Regions from separate parts of the Sus scrofa genome. Here regions 1, 2 and 4 are each linked to region 3. The links are chromatin contacts, called in public Hi-C and HiChIP or PLAC-seq maps. All regions are on one chromosome and are shown on one strand. The core of a region is the stretch at or near the end of the contact, and the rest is flanking DNA. Distances in the headings are between cores, read along the strand shown.

Evidence for each region. A called contact is a pair of places that touch in the nucleus more often than the background predicts. HiChIP or PLAC-seq counts read pairs in DNA pulled down with a chosen protein or histone mark.
Region 1: a contact with region 3 is called in a Hi-C map of liver, with 6 times the contacts expected there. The contact joins the promoter of NECTIN2 here to the promoter of RELB in region 3. A contact is called at or near these places in 1 of 47 Hi-C or Micro-C datasets (liver) and 1 of 2 datasets of contacts at active chromatin or transcription factors (alveolar macrophages).
Region 2: a Hi-C map of skeletal muscle shows a contact between it and region 3, with 4 times the contacts expected there. The contact joins the promoter of PPP1R37 here to the promoter of RELB in region 3. A contact is called at or near these places in 3 of 47 Hi-C or Micro-C datasets (heart right ventricle, liver and skeletal muscle) and 1 of 2 datasets of contacts at active chromatin or transcription factors (alveolar macrophages).
Region 4: a contact with region 3 is called in an H3K27ac HiChIP or PLAC-seq map of alveolar macrophages. The contact joins the promoter of TOMM40 here to the promoter of RELB in region 3. A contact is called at or near these places in 6 of 47 Hi-C or Micro-C datasets (alveolar macrophages, embryonic fibroblasts, epiblast stem cells and 3 more) and 1 of 2 datasets of contacts at active chromatin or transcription factors (alveolar macrophages).

What each region holds. Positions count from the first base shown.
Region 1 is chr6:51,316,282-51,320,906 of Sscrofa11.1, forward strand. NECTIN2 (nectin cell adhesion molecule 2) reads left to right here and starts at 1,376. Exons shown (of 6, transcript NM_001097494.1): 1 at 1,376-1,466. The coding sequence starts at 1,376.
Region 2 is chr6:51,519,444-51,524,246 of Sscrofa11.1, forward strand. It overlaps PPP1R37 (protein phosphatase 1 regulatory subunit 37), which reads left to right and starts at 3,515. Exons shown (of 14, transcript XM_021094533.1): 1 at 3,515-4,058. The coding sequence starts at 3,857. It overlaps GEMIN7 (gem-associated protein 7), which reads left to right. Exons shown (of 5, transcript XR_002344688.1): 5 at 701-1,536.
Region 3 is chr6:51,440,690-51,445,939 of Sscrofa11.1, forward strand. It overlaps RELB (transcription factor RelB), which reads left to right and starts at 3,981. Exons shown (of 12, transcript XM_021094521.1): 1 at 3,981-4,223; 2 at 5,148-5,195. The coding sequence starts at 4,169. It overlaps CLPTM1 (cleft lip and palate transmembrane protein 1), which reads left to right. Exons shown (of 18, transcript XM_003127223.6): 15 at 1-85; 16 at 271-393; 17 at 396-476; 18 at 479-955. The coding sequence ends at 540.
Region 4 is chr6:51,358,539-51,363,381 of Sscrofa11.1, forward strand. TOMM40 (translocase of outer mitochondrial membrane 40) reads left to right here and starts at 1,618. Exons shown (of 9, transcript NM_001315748.1): 1 at 1,618-1,898; 2 at 2,675-2,742; 3 at 3,181-3,273; 4 at 4,143-4,244. The coding sequence starts at 1,625. It also overlaps a transcript of NECTIN2 not described here.

The DNA.
Region 1 (4,625 bases), core at 126-2,625, 130 kb before region 3:
GCGGGGGGCTGGTCTGTGCTGCCCCCTGGCGGGCGGCCGCGGAAAGGAACTGGTGAGGACCAGACACCCGAGAGGACTGGGGGATGCGGAGAGGGAAGGGAGGTTAAGAGAGACGCAGAGAGAAACAAGAGACACGGAAAGAGACACCGAAACACCCATTGAGACATAAGGACAGAGACAGACACAGAAAGAGGCAGAGAGACACAGATAGGAACACATAGAGGAAGACAGAGACCCAGAGACGCAGACAGAGACAAAGGGATGGAAAAGAGACAAGGATCAAGTGACACAGAAACAGCAATAGAAAGACACCAGAAAGAAAGAGACCAGCTACACAAAGTGACAGCGAAACGTGAAGACTGAAAAACCCAGAGATAGAGAAACAGGGACGGAAAAAGAAAGGCAAAAAATAGACACAAAGAGACACTAAAAGAGAAATTTAAAAAGAAACGATGCAGCGACTCCTAGAGTCCCAAGCAGAGATTAGAAAGCGACGAGGACAGGCTGAGATGCGCACAGATACGAACGACAGTAGGCACGGGGTGAGAACTAGGGAATTCGAGAGGCAGGGAAGGGGGTGGGGACTCTGCGTGGGGGCGGGGTTCCAGGGGGGCGGGCCTATGAGAACCCACGCTCCTCACGCAGGTGTGACGAGAAGGCAGGGACTAAAACTGAAGGGGACGGGTTAGTCTTTGGGGCGGGGCCGAGGCCAGGACTGAGCTCCCGAGAAGGGGCGGAGAACGGGTGGGCGGGGTGCACCGCGAAAGGCGGAGCCTCACGGGGGCGGAGACAGCCGAAAGCTCCGACGCGTGCGTGACTACAGCGCCCCTTAGACAGGGGGCGGGGCACGAGGGCAACCTTGAGTAAAGGGGCGTGGCAATAACGCTAGGGGGCGGAGCTTGAACGCTGGGAGAGGGCAAAGATAGAATTCTGGGGCAAGGAGGCTGTGATCAAAGAACCCTGGGAAGGGCGAACTTGGAATCCTGGGGAGGAGCAGGAAGGGGAGGGAGAGGAATGCTGGGGGCGGGGCGGGCGTTGAATCCTGGGGAGGCGCGGACAGGGCCTCCCAGGAGGGGGCGGGTCAGAACAGCATGAGGGGGCGTGGCCGGAGCCTGGGATCGGGTCGGCTCTTGGGGGGAGGAAAGGGGTGGATCCTGTGACGTCAGCGAGTCCGAAGCCAGAAAGAAGCTAGGAACCGGGGGGCAACGAGCTGGAAGAGCCAGGCAGCGAGAGCCAAGCCGGGAGAAGAGAGCGCGGCAGGAACCGGCCGGGAGCCAGAGCCACCCAGGCACCTGGTCGTCCTCTCAACCGATTGGCGCTCGCAGAGTGGCCCTCAGGCCCCCGCCCGGTCCCGGTCCCCCTCCCCGGGCCCCCCATGGCCCGGGCCGCAGCCCTCCCGCCGTCAAGATTGTCGCCGCCGACGCTGCCGCTACTGCCGTTGCTGCTACTACTGCTCCGGGAAACCCGTGAGAAACCGCAGACGCCTCCCTGGCGCGCGCGAACCCCTCCCCTTCCCCACCCCAGCAGAGGGTCGAGATGATGAATCGAGACCCCCCCCCCCAATCTTTCCTTCTCCTGGAGTTGGGAGTCTGAGGCCTGGGGAGAATTGAGGGCAGGGAGCCAGATGCCGAGGTCCTCGAGAGGGGCGGGGAACTAGCACTTTGGGCCTCTTGGAGGGCCAAGAATGACAATTCGGGCGACCTGGGGAAGGGCCTGAGGGCTCCAATCCCGGGCCTCAGGATTCCCGAGGCTCTGACTCCCGGGCCCCAGAAAACCAGGGACTGGGGCTGACTCCTGGGCCTCAGAAAAATTAGAGGGTGAGAGCTCTGTCTCTTGGGTGCCAGGTAGTGTGAAGGCTAGGGGCTACGGACGCCGGGGTCCTGGTAGAGTTGAGGGCAGGAAGGGCTCAAACTTAGGAGTTCCGTGTGGTGAGCCGAGGGCTCTGTCTGCTCGGTGCCAGACAGAATTGGGAGAAGGGGAGGGCAAACGCCCTGTCTCCTGGGCTCCAGATTTAATTGTGGGGCATTGGAATGTCTCGTGAGATGCAGATACACATGTGGGCAGGAATCCCGACTCGGGTACTAGATAAAATGCAGGGCCTGAGGCCCTGCCTGGAAACTGGAGGCTCGGTGGGCTGTGTTTCAGGTAGACTAAGGAGGCCGAGTCCCGCCGGCCGGGACCCTTCCCGTTCCTTGTGAGCCGTCGGCGGGGAGGCCCCTAGGGAAGTTTTCCGGGTTTCACTTTGGGCGAGCCGGGCCGGGCCGGGCGGGGCCGGGCCGGGCCGGGCGGGGGCTCTCCTGGCTCCCGGTTCCAGACTCCCGGTTTCGGGACCTTATCTTTCCTGTAGTCGTGCCTTTGTCCTCGGAGCCGCTGCGGGGGGTGGACGGGAGGAGACGCCGCCCTAATCCCCCCTCTCTCTCCCTCCGCTCTAGCCCCCTCCTGTTCCCTCCACCTCCCAGAGGGGAGGGGCGCAGACCTAGGAGAGGGAGGGGCTGGGAGGAAACAGGTGAAGGAGGCTCCGGCCCCGCCCCTTGCAGGTGACTGGGCTGTTTATTCCCAGCTAGAAACTTAGTGTACTGGAGTTTCCCAAAGGTTTACCAGAAAGTGCGGAGGCAACTTGGGGAAGTTCTGGTCTTGCCTCTGGTCTTTTTTCCCAGCAGGTCTCTGAACTGTCTCCCAGATTCCACCTGGAGTCAGGGACTGCCGCTTCCATCACCTGCCTCTCCCTCTTGTGTGGGAGATAGGGAGATAAAGTCAGACCCCGCCACCTCTAGGAGAATGCTCAGAATCCACCCCTCCCCCCTTGCACCCGGTGGGGACTCGGTGCGTGGTCTTGTGGAAGGCGCCGGATCACCCCCAGGAGACAGGTTCAGTTCCTGTTCCCATTTTGCAGAGGAGGGAACAGAGTCTTAGAAAGGGCAAACCGCTTTCCCAGGATCCACAGCCACCTGCAGACTTGAGAGCCTTTCCCAGGATCCTCCAGACCCAGGAGGACCCAGCCTTCAGATGGCAGAGACACAGAAGAGACTTTGAGAACAGCACCACTCCCCCCGCCCCCCTCCTCCCGAGGGCTTCAGCAAGCGGCCCTGAGCCTCCATTTCCTCCTTAGCACAGCAGATATCATAGTTCTTTCCTGCAAGGCCATTGGGAGGATTTAGGGGTGGCACTTGATGGGGAGGTCTTCCCCTTTCCTGACCCTCCATCCTAGTGCTTTTGCTCTCTGCTCTCTCTCCCCTCCCTTTCTCCCTCCCTCTCCTCTCTCTCCCTCTGCTCCTTCCCTCACTCCCCCCCTTCTTCCTCTCTCTGTCTCTCACCCTCTCCCTCTCAGCTCCTCTGGCTCTCTAATCTCTCTCCAAGCTCTTTCTCTCCTCCTTTCTCGCCCTCACTGTCTCCTTTCCATCCGTCTCTGTCTCCCTGTCCCCAGCGCCTCCGCCTGCCCCCTCCTTGGCCCCCAGGAATGAGGGGGCACCACCTGGGCTTCTTACTGGGCCAGCTCCCCTCCCCAGTCCTCCCAGCTTTCACTGCTCATCCCTGTCAGCCAGGCAGCCCCATGGTAGTGGAGGGGGATGGAAGGAGAGGGGACCGCTGCCTGCTGTCTCTTCTTGTTAGGGAAGGAGGACTGGACTGGGGAGAACCGGGGGAACGGGGGGGGGGGTGTCTGCTCGCATCCTGGGGAGCGGGGTTGGGAGGAGAAGGGGGAGAAGGATACAGGGAGAGGCTAGAGCTACAGGGATGGGGGCAGAAGCCAAAAGAGGGAGGACGTCAGAAAAAATTTGGAGTCGTGGTCAGAGACACAGGAATGGAACCGAGGGATGGAATGACATACAGCTACAGGGATGGGTTGGAGAGACACTAGGATGGGACAGAGAAAGGCAGGGGGAAAGGAGCTGGATGGCTATCAGGATGAAGACAGGAACAGCATAAATAGAGAGCCGAGGATTTGGTGAAAGTTGGGGAGCCCAAAGAACCCCAGCCGTCAGTGATGGTGAGGCCATGACCCAGGGAGGTCAGGGCACAGGCGAGCCTCAAGGCCAGCAGTGTGTGGGGGCCGCAGGGAGTGCTGGACATGGGAGGGACTGGGAGTTGGGCGCGCCAGCCAGCTCCCCCGCCCCTACCAGGGACACTGTTACATTTTTAATGTCCCAGCGATGCTAAGAAATGGAGCAAGAGGGGGAGGAGAGGAAGGGACCCAGTGAGATGGCCCCGCAAAGAGAAAGGAGGCTGGAGGTGCAGAGAGACATGCAGAGAGGGGGGGACCCAGGAGGCAGAGAGAGCAAGGGTCAGAGACACCGAGGAACAGAGACTCTGAGGAATGGAACCCAGAAGCCTGAAGAGATTAGAGACCCCAGGAGTCTGCAGGGAGCCAGATTCCAGAGACTAGGAGACCCAGACCCGGGAAGACCCAGCCATCAGACAGACAGCAGAGACAGAAGAGACTTTGAGAACAGCTGGGATCCTTGGGGGCTGATGAAAATGTTCTGAAATTGTTTGTGGTGGTGGATGCTATGAATTTATTAAAAGCCCAATTGAACTGCACACTTTAAATGGGCGAATCGTATGGTGTGGGAATTAGATCTCAATAAGGCTATTAGGGAGTTCCCGTGTGGCACAGCAGAAATGAATCC
Region 2 (4,803 bases), core at 2,265-4,764, 78 kb after region 3:
CCTTTTCTAGGGCTGCTTCCGCAGCATATGGAGGTTCCCAGGCTAGGGGTCTAATCAGAGCCATAGCCACCGGCCTACACCACAGCCACAGCAACGCAGGATCCGAGCCGTGTCTGCAACCTACACCACAGCTTGTGGCAATGCCAGGTCCTTAACTTACTGAGCAAGGCCAGGGATCGAACCCTCAACCTCATGGTTCCTAGTCGGATTTGTTAACCACTGTGCCACGATGGGAACTCCTCTTTCTTTCTTTTTGAGGATGGACTCACAGTTTTCTGTTTTACTCAATGGGTTATAATCCGTAACCATCATGGATCCCTCCAGATTTGGCCTTTTCAAGCTAGCTCCTGGGTGGCTGGGAATTCTTTTGGAAGCACGCACTTCCTGATGGATTGGACAGGCCGTGCCCGAGAGAGGAGAGGAGCCAGGATTTGTTCTCTCAGCAGATCCCTATTGCCAGGCACTGGGGGTGAGGCTGTGGTGAAAGCTGTGACAGGCCCTGCTCTCGTGGACTTCATGAACGGTGCCCGGGCAGAGGGCACGGGCCGAGGGGTGGCAGGGGTTTTAGGAGGGAAGCCAGGAGTTGGGTTACGGCCACGTAAGGGGAGATGCGGTGGACAGGCCTCTGCTCCCGGCCTCCCTCCTTCTGAGGCCCTACGCTCCCCGTCATGGCTCCCCACTCTTCTTCTTCCCCCAACAGCCAGGATAATGCAGACGCCGCTGGCCATCCCCGTGCCTGTGCTCCGGCTCCCCCGGGGCCCGGATGGCCTGAGCCGAGGCTTTGCCCCCGACGCTCGCAGGGGCCTCCTGAAACCACAGGTTCCTGAAACTCCGGAGTCTCCTGTAGTTCAAGAATCTCAGGAATCCCAGGAACAGCAGGCCCGAGCCGCCCTGCGGGAGCGCTACCTCCGCAGCCTGCTGGCCATGGTGGGTCGCCAGGTGAGCTTCACGCTGCACGAGGGCGTGCAGGTGACTGCCCACTTCGGAGCTACGGACCTGGACGTGGCCAACTTCTATGTGTCGCAGCTGCAGACCCCGATCGGTGTACAGGCTGAGGCGCTGCTCCGGTGTAGTGACATTATCGCATACGCCTTCAAGCTGTGAAGTTGGTATCGTCTCATCTTTCTGCCTGGGGTGTAGCTGCCGTCTCCCTGGCCTCCATTTGCTCACGAGCTGGGACCTTTGGGCCATAGAGTTCTGAATTCTCTTGGAATTTTGAGCCAAGCTCCAAGCAGCCCTGGCTTCTTAAGACCTCCAGGGTGTAGTCAGTAAAATTCTGCATCCCAGGAGTCTTAGATCCTGTTGGAAGGAATGCTCTACCTCACAGAACTCTAAAGGCTGCAGGTATATGGGCCTGTCACCCGTTCCTGAAGACTTGGGGCGGCGGGGGTGAGGGAGTAAAGGAAGGCAGATTGCCTCGTGGGAAATGTCTGTTGAAGAGGCTGCACAGTTCAACCCCCTTGGACATACCCCCCAGTACTACCCTCCCACCAAAGAGCCAATTATCCCAGGAAAATATGCCTCTGGTTTTCTTTTGTTTGTTGTTATTGTTGTTTTTTAATGTAACCTGCAGGGACGAAGCCAGATTTGGGGAGTGGAAGGGTGGTTATCCAGGAGCTGAGCCCAGTGGAGCTGGGCCAGGACGGGGAGGGCGCATCAAGGGAATGGGAGGATTGGACTCTCCTAGTCTCTGGGAATGGCTAGAGAGAACCAGATGCCCGGTTTGGGAGATTTGGATTTGATTTCTCTTTCAGGTAGGTGGGGATGGACAGGGGTAAGGCTCACATTGAGTCACATGGTCACTCACAAGCACTCCTCCTATTGCCTGGCTTCTGGGTAGGCCCATTCTCTTCCCAGTCCCTGCGGACTGGTCGGACCGTGTGTGGTGGCGCCACTGAGGAAAAGCAGAGGGGTTATGGGTTAGGGTGAAACTTCGCCCCCTCTTCATTTTGCCCCAGCTGTGTGGCATGGCAGGCCTCATCACTTGCTTAGCTTAGCCCCGTTACTTAGTAGTCTTCCAGCAGGTTTATTTATTTATTTTGTCTTTTTGCCTTTTCTAGGGCTCTTCCACGGCATATGGAGGTTCCCAGGTTAGGGGTCTAATCGGAGCTGTAGCTGCTGGCCTACGCCAGAGCCACAGCCACGCAGGATCCAAGCCGTGTCTGCGACCCACACCACCGCTCATGGCAAGGCCAGATCCTTAACCCACTGAGCGAGGCCAGGGATCACACCCGCAACCTCTTGGATACTAGTCGGATTCGTTAGCCACTGAGCCACGATGGGAACTCCTCAGCAGATTTACTTTAAAAAAGTAATTTCTACCCTCTTTATAGTCACATCAATTTAAACATGTAAGTGAAGGGATTCGCTGGTAACTCAATGGGCTGAGGGTCCCGGTTGTCGCTGCAGCGGCTCGGGTGTGGTATGGGATGGATTCCTGGCCCAGAACTTTAGGCGTGGCCAAAAGGAAAAAATGTAAGGGAAGGTTCCATTAAATATAGAGGAGATTCGCTTTGTCTGTCTTCAGTGGTGAAGCTGAATGGAGCACGTGGAGAACTTAAACTCCCATTTGTCCATTCACAACGCTACCTCTGGCGATTCCTGGGCCAGGGTTTCAAGTTGCCTTGGCAACGAGTCGCTTGCTCCTCCTCTTGTCCCCTTTTTTGGTTTTAGCCCCGCCCACCCACCCCTCCCCGCGGCTGGAAAGGCTGGCAGAGCATGACGAAAGTGCGAGAGCGAATATTAAGCGCCTGGATGAGCACTTGTGTGGGGGTGGCTTGAGTTCGTGCTAGTTTGCTACTGGCTCAGTAATCTACCTGGTCCATCGCCTGGTAGTTTGGGTGGCAGATTCGCCCCTTGCTTTTGGCATTTCTTCTTTGGTCTAGTTTTTAAAAAAATTAAATCAGAGCTGTAATATTTTAGTGTGGCTCATATTTTAGTTTTTAAATTTATTTTTTTCTTATTTTGGCCGCACCCGCACAGGCATGTGGAATTCCCTGGGCCAGGGATCGAGCCAGTGCCACAGCAGTGACCCAAGCCGCTGCAGTGACAACTCGGGATCTTTAACCCGCTAAGCCACAAGGAAACGCTTAGTTTTTAAATTTAAATTGTATTTTATACAACGCTATCCAAATACAGAGTTATTATTGAAACTGTAGTCTGCAAACAGAAGGCTAGAGACTAGCAAGTGGCGACGGGCTTGTCCCCAGGCAGAGGATCTTTCTGTCAGCATCCACAACCTGTACTCATATATTAACACAGTTCCTATCGCCTTTCCTTTCAAGTTCTCCACCCCTTCTCTCCTTATCGGTTGGCCCAGCCCCACCAAGCAGATGGCTTTTCTTTCTATCTACTCCGTTCCCTTCTCGGTTGCCTGAGCTCGTGACGAGAGAGGCCCGCGGGGGGCGGGAGGGGGCGGCTCGGGTTCGCGCTTGCGCGCTGCTCTGGGAGACGGCGTCCACCTCGCCCCGCCCCCCCGCTCTGCAGTTCCGGCTCTGCAGATTCACCGCTCACGCTTCTTTTTCCTGTGGCCCTTTCTGCCTTTTGTTTGCCCTTTAAACAACCCACTAGACAGCTCTACCTGAAAACAGCTTGAAGTGATTTTCTGCTTTTCTGAATACGAGACGGGTTCACAGGCCCTTAACGAAAGTGCGGCTGCGAACGAGCAGGCGCGCACGGGGCTCGGGGGAGGTGCGCCGGAGCTGCCGGCGGCGACGACTACGACGACCAGGAGAGCGGACGGAGGCGGCGCCTGAAGCAGTGGCGGAGCCCATGCCCCGGGACGGCGGGAGGGTCCGGAGAGACAAGTCCGGGGCCCGGGGCATGTCCCCGGGGCCCCCGTGAGGAGGTGGCGGCGATGGAGATCCCGCCGCAAGAGGCGCCGCCCGGGCCGGGCGCGGACGGCGAAACCGAGGAGGCCCCCGCCGAGGCCCGGTCTCCCAGCCCCGCGTCGCCCCCGGCCGACGGGCGCCTCAAGGCTGCGGCCAAACGCGTCACATTCCCCTCCGACGAAGATATCGTGTCCGGAGCTGTGGAACCCAAAGACCCCTGGAGACACGGTAGCTAGGGCTGGGGCGCGGGGGCGGGCTGGTGGGGGACCTGGGTGTCGGTGCAGCGCCCAGCACAGAGGTGGAGCTCAATAAGTTGCACCTAATGACGGTTTAAGGAGAGAGTTGTCAGTTTAGAGCTGGAGGGTGTTAGAGAGGAGGTGGCTCTTGGGTTGGGAAGGTGAGAAGTAGCTGGTTTATACCTGTTCCCCACGTCCCCACTCCAAGGGACGCTGAAGGCGATCGTTTTAGGAATTAAAACTGTGAGCAAGGGAAGAAAGTTTGGTGGCATGGAAAATTAGGAGGGCTTTGAGTTCGTAGTTCCCTCGAAGGAGGATAGAGCAGCTAGAGGAGGGAGAGTGGGTCAACATGGGCGTTGAAGGAGTTTGATGGGCCCATGGGGATGGAAAGAGGTTAAATCGCTGGCCTGCAAGCCTCAGGGCAAGGGGTGGTCTTGTTGCTCCCTTCCTTGGGTGAAAGGAGGAAGAGGAATAAACCTGGCCTATGGTTGTAGAGGAGTTAGTAAATCTGGGGGTTGAGAAGAGGGAATCAAGGTAAATAAGCTTCCTGAGAAGTAAATAAAGGAGCTGAGTTGCTGGTCAATTTGGGGTGGGAGGTGGGTGAGAGATAGTCAGAGGAGGTGTTTTGGATCTTGGCATTAGGAAGAAAAAGTTACTGCCTGCCTCCTCTTCCTCTCCCAAAAAAGGGAAGCAGAACATTGTCAGTCATTCAGGAACTGAGAAACTTTGGAGCCTGG
Region 3 (5,250 bases), core at 2,731-5,230:
AAGGCCCTCAACACCTTCATCGATGACCTGTTTGCCTTTGTCATCAAGATGCCTGTTATGTACCGGATCGGCTGCCTGCGGGACGGTGAGGCGGGGGGCGGGGGGGGGGTGGGGGTGGGCTGGCCGCAGCCCTCTCCCTCCAGAGCCGGGCACAGGCCGGGCCTGGGGGCTCCGGCCGAGGGCTCAGCCCCCTCTGTGCAGGACTACCCCACCCCCAGCCGACGGTGAGCTGGGCGGCCCCCTCACCCTGCCCCCTCGCCCCACCCCCAGATGTGGTCTTCTTCATCTACCTCTACCAACGGTGGATCTACCGCGTCGACCCCACGCGGGTGAACGAGTTTGGCATGAGTGGCGAGGCTCCGACAGCAGCTGCCCCCGTGGCCGAGGCCCCGACAGCGCAGGGGCCCTCCCTCCTGCCCCCGCCACCGCCAGCGAGGAGGCCTCCGTGCCCCTGCCCGCCAAGCCTACCCAGGGGGCCGCTCTGCCAGCGAGCCCCAGGAAGCCCCTCCAAAGCCAGCAGAGGACAAAAAAAGGGATTAGCTGCTCCTGGTCCTCCTCATCCGCTCGGGCTCCCGGTGACCACCATCCCCGCCGCCCCGGCCCCCTTGCCTCCCCTCCCCGTTGCCCTTCCCTTGGACAGATCGGGCCGGGCCCAGGGTGTGATGTGGGGGCCGGGGCAGGCCAGGGCACGTCATTTGTGGAGGCGCCGTCCGTCTGTTCCTCTGTGTTTCTAGCCATCTTGCCCCGCCAGCCCAGCACCATTGGGAATCATGGTGAAGCCGACGTGGCGCTGCCGAGGGGGTGGGCCAGGCAGGGGAGGGGCCGGGGCCCCTCTGGGGACGCCCGTGGCCATCCATCATCTTGTCCCTCGATCCCCCGTTGCCCCCCTCCTCCCGGACCGCCGCCCTTTAACACAGTCTGGATTTAATAAATTCACATGGGTGTTTAACTTAAACTCCACAACCCCACCACTTCGTGCCTTCCTTCCTCTGCCACCCTGGAGAACAGGTGTGGTGGCTCTCCTGAGTCTGGCAGGGACACCTGGAGGATGCAGGACAGTGACCCTCTGGGCCAGGCCCCTTTCTCCCCCTCCTCCCCCTCCCAGGAGACTGAAGGGGCTTCCATAACCTTGCCCATTTCATGGACGGGGAGGCTGGCTGTTTGCTGTGGCTTCACTGCACCTGTGCTGTCACCCACCAGGCTGTGTCGAGCCCGCCTCACCACTGCCCACTGATTGTCCCCTGGCCTCATGCCGCCAGGCAGGGCAGGGGCGTGTACCCATCGCCCCATCCGGACCCGTCAGCCATCCTCATTCAGTGGTCCTGGGACCCTGGAGAGCTGACCTTGCATCTCTGGGCTCCAGGGGCCCCGGGGGTGAGTCATGGCACAGAGTGGTGTCCACTGTAGCGCTCCATGGCTATTAGGTGCCGAGAACCCAGCCAAACTCAGTGTCGTGTATGCCTTCTCAGCAGGCTGGGTGCTGGGACTGTTCACCTGCCTTGTAGATGAGGAGACTGAGGCCCTTGGTGCCTGTGCACTTGGAGGGGTTGGGACCCCACATTTCCAGGGTTACTTTTGGGGAGTGGTCTCATCAATACTTAGGGGAGAGGAGGCCCAGGGCTGAGAACCATGGCAGGTTCCCTGAGGCTCCAGCTGCCATACTGCCTGGCAGGGCCAGGCAGGGCATCCACAAGGTCCCAGGTATGCACAGAGCGCGCATGCGCACACATGTACACATGCCACTCTTCAGGCAGCCACAGCCATTGACAGGCTCCACTGCCCCCTCCCCTGTTCTGTGTCATTTCATGGCTCCCACTCCTCTCAGGGCCCCTCTGCTGAACTCCTAGGACCGAAGGGGGCAGGGGCTCTCAGGCTCACTGGTCTCGTCACCCCACGCCCAGCTCCTCTTCCCACAGCTGCACAGCCCAGCCTTTGCCATGGTACAGCCATCAGCTGTACCCCACAGGTGCTTGGGACTCTCACCTCTTCACTTCCACTGAGACCACCCAGTTCAGGCTCCTCTTCACACCCTGGGGTCCCCACTCAGCCTCCTCTCTGGTCTCCTGCCCCTCCCATTCTCCATTCCAGCAACCAGAACTTTCTAAAGCACAAAGTTGACCCTGCCCATCCTTTGCTCAGGACCTACCATGGCTCCCCAGTACCCTTAGAGGAGCCCAGGCTCCTAGCTGTGGAGAGTGAGACCTTATCTCCCCTACTTTATAACTGCTGTGCTCTCTTAGCTCCTGGCACTCCTCTGGGTTCCCACATCCCAGCCCTGCCTGCTGTGGATCGTCACTACCTGGGGACAGGTCATTCTCCGCTGGACTGGAGCCCTCTTAGGACAGACAGAGCCAGAGCTGTCTTGGTCACACTGTGTCCTCGGCACAGGCGTCACTTGGGGAAAGTTTGCTCCGTGCATGTTTGCACAGTGCTGACTTGCACAGACATAGGCACATGCAGAAGTGTGGATCTTGAGGGGGCCTGCATTCAGGCACTGGTGGGGAGACTGATACAGTCAGGCAACAAACCTTCCCTGAGCCCCTCCCCTGGACTGTGCTCTGAGCTGGGGATTCTGTGTTCACAGCAGGGACCAAGACAGCCCCAGGCCTGCTCTCACGGGACTCAGAGCCCCAGGGGAATCCTGAGCACTGAGGGCTTCTGATGTATCCTTACAGTCATTCACCCAACAGTCTCTGAAGCCTGACCTTTCAAGGAGCGGAGGAGGATGAGGTGGGTTCCCGATCCTATATGTAGGAGCCATTACTCAACACTTTAATCACGAGCAAAGCTCTAGTCTAAGTGCTGTATGTGGTTTGCTTCAGCAAGTTTAATATTACCCAATGGCCCCATCACCTTACAGGCCATCGCTCTAGCCTCATCTTGGCTCCTTCCCCAGCAGTCACCACTGCAGCCTCCTTGCTGTTCCTTGAACATGCCATGCGCATTCCCACCTCAGGGCCTTTGCACATGCTGTTCACTAAGACTTGAACACTCTTCATTAGATATTCACATGGGTCCTTCACCGTTTCAGATGTCACCTTAGACCCTCCCTGAACATCCTAACCCAAATAACCTCCAAGCTCAATCCATGTATCTTGCTTATCTTGTGTAATACCGCCATTACCACCAGGCGTCTATTTGCTTATCTCTTCTCCCTCTGTCTCCCCCACTTGGATTTCAATTCCATGATGGCAGGTGCTTTTGTCTGGTGTGTTACTTGCTATGTCCCCAGCTCTTGGAACAGTACTGTGTGCAATAGCTCTGTTAAGTCAAATGTTCACAAGAGCAGGTGAGAAAACTGAAACCCAGAGAGGTTAATTGGTCCAAAGTCTCACAAAGTAATGTGATGCAACATTTAGAAGATAAAGTGCTTAGAACAGCACCTAGCACATGTCAGAGCTCTATACAAGTGTCAGCTATTAAGTGTCTAATCCTCACAACCATCCCAGTATTAGACCCATTTTTCAGATGAGGAAACTGAGGCTCAGAAGTCAGTTGTCTGAGGTCTCCTAGTAAGTGGAAGACCTAGGATTTGAACCCACACATCCTGATTCTAGAACATCAAATCACAGCCTCCCTGTCAATGCCCTTGTCATATGGAGCCTACAGCCCGCAGGCCAAATCCGGCTTTTTCCAGTTTTGTGTAACTTTTACATGTTCTAAATGGTTGGGAAGAAATCAAGTCCCGTTGGCAGACCTGGGGGTCAGGCCTCAGTTTCCTTACTTGCTCCATGGGTAGACTGTGAGTGGCCTCAAGCAGGACTCAGTGGTCTCGCGCAGAGCAACGGGCAGCATCACCGGCCCGACCCCTCCTGCGCGCTTGGCTTCTTCTTCCCGGCCGGCCCCGCCCCCGCGGCCACGTGATGCGTGGGGGTTTTCCCATTCCCCTAGCGTGACGTCACGACAGGGTGCAGACCAATGAGCGTGCAGGCCGGCGGCGCCGGGGAATTCCGCCGCCCCGCCCCCGCCCGCCTCCCGCCCGGCCCGGCCCGGCGCCCCCCGCAGCCCCGGGCGCCGCGCGTCCAGCCCGGCCTGCGGCCCCAGCCCCTGCGCCGCTCTCCCGACCCGAAATCGTCCGCCGGACTGTGCCACCTGGCCGTCCGGCCTGCCCGCGTGTGTGTTTTGGTCTGGACTGGCGTCTGGGCCGTCAGTCCCCACTGGTCGGGCCATGCCGAGTCGCCGCGTCGCCAGATCGTCCGCTGCGCCGGAGCTGGGGGCCTTGGGTAAGCGGGCTGGGTTCGGGAGAGGAGTCTGGGGCGGGACCAGAGATGTAGGAGTCCTGGGGGTCCTGGAGTAGTCTGTAGTTCCTACGGGAGTCTAGGGGTTTTACGGGGCGAGTGTGAAGGTTCTGGGGACACTATATCAAAGAGAAGGAAGGAGGCAGAGTGTGGTGACATGGACCGGGCCAGGGTAAGAGAGGAGTCCCACTAGAGAGTGAGAAGGGGGCGGGGCCTGACCCTGAGGCAAAGAAGGGGGCGGGGCGCGACAAACAGAGGGGGCGGGGTCTGACTCGGAGAAGGAGGAGCGGGAGCTGTTCCTGAGAGATTGGGCGTGGCCAGACCCAGAGAGGGCGAAAAAGGAGCAGCCTGGCTCACAGAAGGAGGTGGAGCCTAGCTCAAAGAGGGAAGCGAGGTCTTTCCGACCCAGAGTGAGGGGGCGGGGACTGAGAGGAGGGGGCCGGGCCGCGCGCATAGAGGGGAGAGGGGCGGGGCCTGTTCTGAAAAAAAAGAGGGCGGGATCCGGTTCAGACAAGAAAGAGGGGGTGGGGCTTGCCTCAGGAGAGAAGTGGCAGGGTCTGAGAGGGAGAAGGGGACGGGCTTGACGCTGGCAGGGTGAAGGTGTAGGGTCGACCCTGAAATAAGGAAGGAGGTGGGGACTTTCCTAACTGAGGTCGAGAAGGGCTTCTCCAGGCCCTTCTCTACCTTCTTACGGGAGAGGAGCAGGGCCTGCATGCGATGAAGGGTGAAGGGAATGACAGAAACTAGGGAACCTGTCCCTGAGTTAAGGAAGTAAGGCCAGACTGTAAGGGTGAGGGGGCCGAACAAAAGGGCCCCGGGCCAGGAGGGAAACCGGGTGGGGCTTGGGAGATTCTCGGCCTCTCCCGCTGTATCTCCATCACCTCCTGAGACATGCCTCCTTCCCTGCAGGGTCCACTGACCTCTCCTCGCTCTCGCTAGCCGTTTCCCGGACCACGGGTGAGCAGCCCTCCACAGTTCCTGACCATTTGCACACTCAGTACGCGGGGGAGGG
Region 4 (4,843 bases), core at 368-2,867, 85 kb before region 3:
CCTCAACAGTAATCTAATGAATAATAGACAGAAATAAAGGGAACAAAGGAGAAATAGCAGTAATTAAGTACGAGGGGCTTGGGCGTAATGAATAAACGGCAATAAAAACAGGCCAAAAGCAAAAGTATTAATGTTTTATTTCATTTATTTATTTATTTATTTATTTATTTATTTTCGTCTTTTTGCCTTTTCTTGAGCCGCTCCTGCGGCATATGGAGGTTCCCAGGCTAGGGGTCGAATCAGAGCTGTAGCCGCCGACCTAGACCACGGCCACAGCAACGCGGGATCCAAGCCTACACCACAGCTCACCACAACGCGGGATCCTTAACCCACTGAGAAAGACCAGGGATCGAACCTACAACCTCATGGTTCCTAGTCGGATTCGTTAACCACTGCGCCACGACGGGAACTCCAGTATTGTTTTAATAGGAGCTCAGGGCACGATGGGTAATAGATCCGAATGAATAAGCCAGGGACAGAGGGATGAATAATGGAGCTGATGTGTAATGGACCCAAAACTAGATGCTCAATTAAGGAAGAGCTAGAAGAATGAAGGGAATGAACGGGCATAAAGGGGCTAAAGGTAGTACAGGCAACCAAACTGAAATGAATGGGACGGAAGGCATGCTGGGTAATGGGACCTGAATGAATGGGCCAAAGATAGAAGCCGCAGCGACTTGGCCAGGGGTGGGAGGAGACCCAGAAGACATCATGGGTAACGAAAGGGGTGGGTCTACGGCAACTGTCCTGTTAAATAGGTAAGGGGCATTGTGGGTAACAAGAAACAGGACAGGGTTCATGTAACGGGTTAGAATTCTCCCGTGGCACTGTGGGAACGGCCAGCACTTCCGGCTTTCGGTCCGCGACTCAGGACTAGGGGGCCGCCCCTTTGCCGCGAAGCCTGGTGGGACGCGAGGCCTGACCTTGCTGCCTAGCAGCCTCTGCCGCGCAACCCACCTTTATCCATGTCCTTTGACCCCGGCACTTTAGCCAATGAACACACCAGATAGATTACGTCAATAGGGTAGGACCTTGTACCTGCCGGAGCCAATCAGGATGCGTCAAGGACCAAGGCCGACCAATAAACATGGCAACTTCGCCGCGGGGCGGAGTCGAAAGTGTGGGGGGGGTGACTTCTGGAAAGGGGCGGAGGCGATACGTCAAAAGGGCGTTGCAAAGCAAGCAGCACAGGCCAATGGCGGGCGAGCACCGGAACCCGCGGCATCGCGAACCAATCGGCGTGGGCTCTCCAAGCCAGTGGGAAGGACGGGGAGGTGTGCTTTGACCTGTCTGCGAGTGGGAACCAACAGAAAAGGACGTTCCAAGGAAGTGGGTGGAACTCTCATCCACGACACCAATAGTAAGGCCAGACCCTGAAGCCGGTGGGCGGACGCAAGGGCCCGTTAAACCAATGGACTGGGGGGGGCGGGGCGACGGTGGCGGCGGCGGCGGCAGCGGGTTCGGTTGCGCGTGGCGCACGGGGTGGGAGCGGAGCCCAGACCGGGAGGAGGCGCTGCCGCGGGTGAGAACCGGGGTTACGAGCAAGGGGGTGTTGGCTGGGGACAGGGCTTGGAGCCCGTGGGCCTTGACCTCTGCCCTCTGACCCTTCCCTTTGCAGGCGACCATGGGGAACGTCTTGGCCGCTAGTTCGCCGCCTGCAGGGCCGCCGCCGCCACCTGCGCCTCCCCTCGTGGGACTGCCTTCGCCTCCGCCCTCTCCTCCCGGCTTCACGCTGCCGCCGCTCGGGGGCGGCCTGGGCGCTGGGGCTGGTACAGGTCGAGGTTCCGAACGGACCCCTGGGACTGCGGCCGCTAACGCTGGAGGGACCGGGGATGATGGGGCCTGTGGCTGCCTGCCCAACCCGGGCACGTTCGAGGAGTGCCACCGGAAGTGCAAGGGTGAGGGGCTAGGGGCCCGGCGGGAGTGTGATGGCCCGGATCTCGGGGGGAGGGGGAGAACACTGAGGACCTTGGGAATTGGCACGGACCACTGGAATCATTGAACACAGCGTTAGGAGCTGATGTTGGAGTCGAATGGTGCAACGTTGAACTCGGGGCTTAGAACGATGGGATCAAATGGTGGAACCTTGGGATGGAATGCCAAGGCAGCAGAGAAAAGCTTTAGGGACCTCAGGAACCCCAGGAATCAGCCAAGCCAGCCTCATGTGATCGTGAGGGAAACTGAGGCCCAAGGTCACCGTGACAGCAAGGGGCAGTGGGGGTAGAAGCCAAGGCTTTTGGATCCCGATGTGGAATAGTTATGATGGAAGAGTGGTGGCCACATCCTGAGCACTGGCACTCAGTACGTGTTAACTCATGAAACCCTTGCAATAGTTCTATGCGGTGAATATCCTCAACTTCCAGTTGATAAAATTGACAGACTGAGATGAGTTGACGTGTCTCCTGTCACACTGGCAGTAAGTGGTGGCCCTGGGATTTGGATGTAGGCAAAGGCCTTGATCCTGAGCACATCAAAACACTAGGCTGTTTTGCCTCTGTATTGGTTGGGGTACTTTGCAATGTGTTGCTTGTGGGTACCTGGGGAATGGAGAGTGAGGATTCTAGGGAAGGAAGGCACCTGAGAAGAGGTGTGTGTGTGTGTGTGTGTGTGTGTGTGTGTGTGTGTGTGTGTGTGTGTGTTCGGAGTGTGACAACCAGCATTCTCTCTTTCTCAGAGCTGTTTCCTATTCAGATGGAAGGTGTCAAGCTCACAGTCAACAAAGGTTTGAGTAATCATTTCCAGGTGAGCCTTCCTGGGCCCCTCTTCCTCCAGGGGTCATCCCCCCCATCCCCCTGCATCTGCCCACACAGCCCTTTTATTGCAGCCTAAAGGTGTGGGCTCCTTGTTGCCAGACTAACCACTCCGTGGCGACCAGTGTAGAGTCTGGGGACCAAGAGTCCAGAAATAATGCACCTCACCCCCAACCAGCATCCAGGCAGGAATAAAGTGCCAGGCGTGTGCCCCAGCCCTGGCACATCCCTCCTCTAAGCTTCCAATCTAGTCAGGGCACACCTCCCAGTCTTCATCTTCAGCCCAGCCCAGCCTGATAGGAAAGCTAGATTGACAAGGATCCCGGATCCTGGGCTGGAGGGGAGCTGTCCTAGGCATGAGCTCAGCTGCATTCCTTGGGCAGGGGCGTGGTCCTCGGACTCATCGCCACAGCCCTCCCTCTTTTCCCAGGTGAACCATACAGTCGCCCTCAGCACAATCGGGGAGTCCAACTACCACTTTGGGGTCACGTACGTGGGGACAAAGCAGCTGAGTCCCACAGAGGTGAGCTTCCTTTTGCCATTCATTCATTGTATCTTTCTTGTAACACATAATGCAGCCAAACAGGTAAAGAAGGCTTTGTCAGTAGGAGGTCAGAGCTGCCAAGGGTGTTGGGACGTGCTGTCTGTCTCTCCAAGGTGCCCTGGAGCCTGGGTCATTTCTTCATCCTGCCCTCCACTTCTCAGCCTAGCCCTGTGCCGAGAGAAGCTGAGGACGCCAAGGTCACCAGTGATGACCCAGAGTGGGCAGGGCTGGGCTGTGTGGATCCTTGCTGGGCTTCGAAGGCCAAGCTAGGCATTTCACCTCGGGGGCACTAGGGGGCAGTGGAGAGCCACTGAAAGATTTGAACGAGGGAAAGACAGGCCAAGAGGAGGCCAGATGAATGCTTTGGAACTGGCATTTCTCAAGTTGTCTGGAGGCTATTAAGGGAGTGGAAAAAACTGGGGGCCTGGAAGGAGGTTGGGCCAGGACACGGGTGGGCTTAAGGGACTAAATTAGTCTTTGCTTATGTTAACCATTTCCAGGTAATTTACTCAACCAACCTTCCTTGCACCCCCATTCTGTGCCCAGCCCTGTGCTGGGGACATAGCAGTGATTCAAACAGACATGGGGCTCACAGCCCAGTGGAGAAAGGGAACAGGCCTGTCCCCAGACAGCAGTAGTCCAGGGTGGGCAAGACTGAGATGGGAGAACCCAAAAGCAGTGTGAGCTCAGAGGAGAGCCTGGGTCAGCCTAGGTGGCCTTGGAGGGCTTCTTGGAGGAGAAGACCCAATCTGAGGCTTCCTAATCCTCGGCTTCTCACCGAGGCCCATCATGGGTGTTCTTCCCTAATGCTAGATCTCTGACCTCTAACCCTGTCCTCTGCCCCACAGGCGTTCCCCGTGCTGGTGGGTGACATGGACAATAGCGGCAGCCTCAATGCTCAGGTCATTCACCAGCTGGGCCCCGGCCTCAGGTCCAAGATGGCCATCCAGGTGAGGGGGAGTCGGTGGCTCCCCGTACCCCTCTGAGCCCCAGGCTGCTCTTGTCCTTGCGCGCCATGCACAGAGAAGCCCCACATACTGAAACATTGGGTTTAGAACAGAAAGAGGTTTGTTGTGAGGACCAAGCAGGGAGCAGGCGTGGCCTATGCGCTGAAGTCCCCAGCTTCCCAGTAGTTTTTCGGTTGTTTGGTTGGTTGGTTGGGTTTTTTTTTGGTTTTTGGTTTTCTTCTCTTAGAGCTGCACTCACGGCATATGAAAGTTCCCAGGCTAGAGGTCAAATCGCTGCAGCCGCCTACACCACAGTTCACAGCAACACCAGATCCTTAACTTGCTGAGCAAGGCCAGGGATCAAACCCGCGCCAATCATGTATACTTGTTGGGTTCGTTACTGCTGAGCCAGAAGGGGAACTTTTGTTTGTTTGTTTTTGTTGTTATTTTCTTCTTTTTTGGCCGCTCCGAGGCATATGGAGTTCCCAGGCCAGGGATCCGATCCAAGCTGCAGTTGCAACCTGTGCTGCAGCTGTGGCAGCACTGGATCCTTAACCCACTTCACTGGGCCAGGGATCGAACCTGTGGCCTGGTGCTGCAGA